Regions from separate parts of the Triticum aestivum genome. Here region 1 is linked to region 2. Evidence: chromatin contacts called from public Hi-C data. All regions are on one chromosome and are shown on one strand. The core of a region is the stretch at or near the end of the contact, and the rest is flanking DNA. Distances in the headings are between cores, read along the strand shown.

Region 1 (2,814 bases), core at 262-2,761, 130 kb before region 2:
GCTGTAAAAATATGATATAGACTTGCTTGATCTAAACACTCCTACATTTATTTACGGATGGGGTACAATACAAACTTATTATTATTCCCTACGTCCCGTTTTACGTGTCTCGCACGTGGAGTACACCTGATATTTGCAAGAAAGTCCTTGTACTTTCAAACCTCTAAAAAGGCCCTCATCTTCTTCCTTCCTCTGAAGCAAGAGGTAAAAGTTTGGTTTTAAAATGAACTGAATTTGAATTTAAATTTTTTGAACTTATTTTTCCTTCTAAACCTGCGGATTGCTTATTTAAATCTTGCATGTTTCTGCAGTAGTGGATATCATTGACTAAGACGGAAGACCGAGACGCCTTGGACCTCCTATCTTCTAAAATTCAGGCTTCATCGTCTTCTTCATCACAGCAAGAGCCACATGGCTAGATCTCCTGGATGACCTTTTGGCTTAGCTATTGGCAGTGTTTGCTTATCGCTCTTGGTTCATGTTTCTTAGTTCCGGCCTGCGTGCCGAGGTTGTGGCCTGTGAGCCCTGGAACGCTGCCTGGTGGCTTTATTTATAAAGTCAGGCTGATGCTTTTCCTTGAAAAAAACCTTAAATTTTATTGGCGCATTTAATATCCAATCAAAATTACATGAAACAGTGAACAACTTTAGGTGTCCGTATTTACTGGTGTACAGTGTATATGTGTAACAATAAACCAATCAAGCTAACAACAGGCAGCTTCGACCGTGAAGCTCGTGCGTCGTTTTTTAAGTCCGGAACTTGGACTTGAGGAGCTTGATGATCTCGCCGTCGACCTGGAAGCTCTTGGAGAGGACGGCGTCGGGGATCTCCGGGTCGGCGCCGAAGAGCGACGGCGCGGCAAGGACAACTCCGGGGAGCTGGCTGTTGAACACAGTGACGGCCCTGGCGGCCTCCTTGCCGGTGTTGAACTGGAAGTGCACCATGCCGCGCGGGATGACGAAGCTCTCGCCCTCCCGCACCACCTTGGAGTAGAAGGTGCCGGCGGTGCTGACGAACCCGACGAGCATCTGGCCGGTGACGACGTGCACGAGCTCGGCGGCGCGCGGGTGGCTGTGGAGCGGGTTGACGCCGCCGGGGGCGAGGTCGACGCGGTTGATGGAGACGCCGAGCGTGTTGAGCCCCGGGAAGGCCGCCACGTTGCCGGACGTGACGCTGGACCCGAACGGGCTCTCGGCCGCGTCGGCGGCGCCCGAGCGCGCCAGCCCCGCGAAGAAGAAGTCGTCGGAGACCACCGCCGACGCCGGCTTGCACGGGAACCCCGGGTACGATGGATGGTCGGCCGAGCCGTTGGTGGCCGCCGCCACGCAAAAGTCCTGCACCGGCTCCGGGTCTGCCGCGCACGCCGAGACGAGCGCGGCGACGGCCACGATCAACAGGAGCACCGGCGACGGCATGATCGAGACTCTGGAGCGCGCCATTGCCGACGAGATTTTTTTTTTTAAAAAAAAGAGCCGATGAGGTTGTTGGCGCGTACGTGTTGTGGTACTGTGGTGAGGATGATCGGGGATGGGTGTATATATAACACGGGAGAGAAGAGTTGGGATGAAGGGAGGGAACAAATGTCAAAGGGGTTGAAGGATTCAAAAGCTCACTAAAGTCTCCCTTCATTTCGCACCGAGACGTGGACATGTCTTGTTCGAAGTTTCCGTGCATCGTCATCGGTAACTAATCGGGGACACACGCCATGACCAACGAAAATTCCCATTTTTTTGTGTTTTCTACAAAAATAAAAAATACACAAAGTTTTGCAAACAAAGCTTTACGTTTGGTGCAATTACATGAATTTTTGTGCCTCGTGAAAAAATAACAAATTCGGTGCAGTAAAGTGCTTTGCTCGTAGGCACAATTTTTTATCACTTGTTGAAGAACATGAACTAACACATTTTCACACGCAAATGTAATTGACATACTTGTTTCAAGATTTTTTTTGAAATTTTAAAGTATATGTCTTCGGATTTTATTTTTTTCTAAACTAATTGGTGCAAAGTCCAACCGGGAGCACGGAATCCACGCACGCGTTATCGACGCCTTTTTTACCACGGTCGCCCTGGCTAATTTGTTAGCTGCGGTTGGTGTTTGGCGCCAATCATCTAGATTCTTTTTTGCAAGACGCTTTCAAATCCTAGTGCTTTGGCGACTGGAGACTGGTCGCGTGTTCATCATCGCCATCAGTGACGAACAACAGTGGCTTGACGTGCGAGCCAGGGTGACGAAGATTTTTGGTTGGTGGAGAGCGGAGGAGACCCGGTCGGCCAAAGAGGTTTCTTGTTTCTTCTCCAATTGATTGGAAGGTGAACTGAACCACGCGCACTCATGTCATGAAGTGCTCACCACATACACAAGCATGCCGGGTTTTTTTTCTTGTTGGCGGGAACACAAGCATACCGTTGAAGTGTGCGTGGATTGCCCAACCTTCTCTTTTGGTTCTACTGATTAGTGCACGAAACTGAATGCCACAGTTTTAAAAACCAGATCACTGGGGTCCTCCGTTCAGGTTTTCACCGACCGGACCGCCGGTTTGGTGGCTGGTTTTTTAAGCCATAAATAAGAATTTTTCTTTTTCTTTAATAACATAGTACAAACACACAGCGCATATCTACGCACATACACTTAACCCTATGAACACATGTAAGCACTCTACCCGAGCACCTCCGAGAAACTAAGTCGGTACATCATCTTAAGATTGGCGATGTCATCATAGATGCTTTCATAGTCGATAAGAACGTCTGCTCCCACTGAATGCACAACGCTGGAAGGCCTAGAATAAATCCAAGAAAATGAAGGCATATAATA
Region 2 (2,789 bases), core at 173-2,672:
GTTGTCATTTGCAGCATCGGCATCGCTTGCTAGGTCACTTGTCATTGTCAGGCATACATAGCATCGTCGTCTGGGTCCGCAACATTGCCGCCGATCACTCACAACATCGCCGGCGGTTGCTCACAGTATCATGAGTGGGCAGTCTCATGTGTCACCGTTTGTCACTCACAACAGTTGGGGTTGCCTATGGCAGCACCGCAATAGGGCCACGACCAGTGAGCCGGTGACTCGCATGGTGGGCGGGGGTGAGGGGGAGGGTGCGGAAGCACATGAGTGGAGGATAACTGAACGAATATCCATTTCTAAGTCCAAACTCATCTGCATCCGGTCAAGAAAAAATACAAAAAATACCATTTTTTTGCATGGTGGATACTTTGGTGCATGAGGTACACTTCAAATTTTAGATCATTTGAACATATGAGTAGTTCTCAGTTTTTTTTTAATTAGAACAATACATAAACAATAAACTTTTTTACAAACCCTAAATTTGCCTCTTTTGCAGAGAGCTACTCATAGCGTACCTCACGCACCAAGCGCCTGAGCACCGGATTGCTGCTCTCATAACTAAACCATTTTCCCTTCTTTTTTTTTAAAAAATAAACATTTTTGCTATTGAGATAAGGATACTTTTTTTTGAGGAGTTTGAGATAAGGAATATCTTTTTTTTAGAATCTTGAGATAAAAAATCTATTTTTTTGCATGATAGATAATTTGGTGTATTCCTTATCTCAAACCCCTCAAAAAAGTTATCCTTATCTCAAAAGCGAAATGATTCTTTTTATATAAAAAGGGAAAATGGTTTTATGAGAGTAGCGATTCGGTGATCAGACTCATCTGCACCCTCGATGAAGAAAAAAAATTCAAAAAAATACCAGATTTTTTAAAAACTATTTTTTGCATGGTAGATAATTTGGCGCGTGAGGTCCGCTCCAAATTTCAAATCATTTAGACATCTGAGTAGTTTTTTTTTATTTTTAGTATTTGTCTTGAATTGTTTTTCTTCATTGAGGGTGCAGATGAGTTGATCACCGAATCGCTGCTCTCATAAAACCATTTCCCCTTTTTTATATAAAAAGAATCATTTCACTTTTGAGATAAGGATAACTTTTTTTGAGGGGTTTGAGATAAAGAATATATTTTTTACTCCCTCCGTTCCCAAATATTTATCTTTCTAGGCATTTTAAATGAACATAATATACGGATGCATGTAGACATATTTTAAAGCGTAGATTCGTTCATTTTGCTTCGTATGTAGTCACTTGTTGAAGTCCCCCTAAAAAGACAAATATTTAGGAACGGAGAGAGTAGAATCTTGAGATAAGGATAACTGAACAATAATGTCGTGCCTTTCTCTCTTCCGGCTTTGCATGCTGGGCCGACTTCTCACATTCCTTCTGGACCTCATTGGTGGGGCGGCCCTACATAATGTCCGTGTCCCATTTCTTTCTTGAACTAGAGCAATCACACTCATATCTTCCCGTGGCCTCCCGAACTGCCGCCGGCGATCGCCATAGCCTGCAGTGAGCCGCCGCCGTCGTCCAACATGAAATCCGCACCAGCCGCTCCCACCACCATATGCGGCCTCGGAGACGACCTTCTGTGCGAGGTGTTCCTCCGCCTGCCCTCCCTCCCGAGCCTCGTCCGAGCAGCCCTCACCTGCCCCGCCTTCCTCCGAGCCGTCCGCTCGTCCCCCTCGTTCCGCCGCCGCTTCCGCGACCTCCACCCGGCCCCGCTCCTGGGCGTCTTCCTCGACATCTACGACTCCGCCATGCCCGCCTTCGTGCCTAACCGCCACTGGTCCGATCCAGACCACACCGCCGCCGTCCGCGGCGCCGACGTCTTCCTCACCCGCGTCCCCGACGTTGAAGACGAAGGGTCCGACGACCCGGACCATGCCGCTGCCGTCCGCGGCGCCGACGTTTCCCTCACACGTGTACACGAAGACGAAAGCGAAGGCGGCGACGGCGACGGCGACGAAGAAAGTGAATTCGAAGGCGGATACAAAAGCCCCGGGTGGTCGATGACCTCGTGCCGCGACGGGTACGTGGTTCTCGTCAGCCGGAGCACCAAGCGGGCGGCCGTCTACGACCCGCTCACACGGCGCCTGCATCTCCTCCGCGCGCCGCCCGTTGAGACCCGCGAAGACGCCGAACCTGAGTTCGTCGTGGTCACCCCCGAAGAGGACCCCCGGTCGTTCCGCGTCGTGTGCATCTCCAAGGAAATGAGGGCAGCGCAGGTCGCCGTCTTCTCGCCGGGCAGCATGGAGTGGCAGATCTTCCCGAAGGTGGGGAACCTGAAGCAGTTCCTTGTATACAATGGCCCAATTGTGAATTCTGGACTCGAAGGGGCTTTGACGAAGAGGAATAAAGATTAGAACTCGGGCGATTTTATCACCGGAGAGTGAAAGGCTCCGTCGCTCAGAGCTGCTGGGGTTGCTGCAGATTGCACCTACGAAGTGCTGTACTAGAGACTTGGAGCTGCTGTTCTTTAGCACCTCCTAGTTGGCTAGTTACAATAATGGGTACTGCTATTTGCGCAATTGCGCTTACTTCTTGGCTACTTCATGTCATGCGCCTATCAGTTGTGTGAACTGTCATGTTATTAATCTTACGTTTGTGATTGTCAGCTTGTCCACTATGGATGTATATGAAGAAAACTGAATTTAAATAACCATTTTCTCATGAATTTGTTATCACTAAGTTATAATGTCGTGCCCTGCTAAGCTATTACTCCCTCCGTTCCGATTTACTCGTCGTGGTTTTAGTTTTGAACTAAAACCACGAGGAGTA

Evidence for each region. Hi-C and Micro-C count contacts between places; a contact is called where the count stands out from the background.
Region 1: a contact with region 2 is called in a Hi-C map of an unstated tissue, with 6 times the contacts expected there. The contact joins the promoter of LOC123108106 here to the promoter of LOC123108105 in region 2. A contact is called at or near these places in 2 of 5 Hi-C or Micro-C datasets (leaf and an unstated tissue).

The regions. Positions count from the first base shown.
Region 1 is chr5A:636,384,272-636,387,085 of IWGSC CS RefSeq v2.1, reverse strand. It overlaps LOC123108106 (germin-like protein 3-7), which reads right to left and starts at 1,511. Exons shown (of 1, transcript XM_044529958.1): 1 at 568-1,511. The coding sequence starts at 1,439. The coding sequence ends at 747.
Region 2 is chr5A:636,255,003-636,257,791 of IWGSC CS RefSeq v2.1, reverse strand. LOC123108105 reads left to right here and starts at 1,422. Exons shown (of 1, transcript XM_044529957.1): 1 at 1,422-2,692. The coding sequence starts at 1,544. The coding sequence ends at 2,374.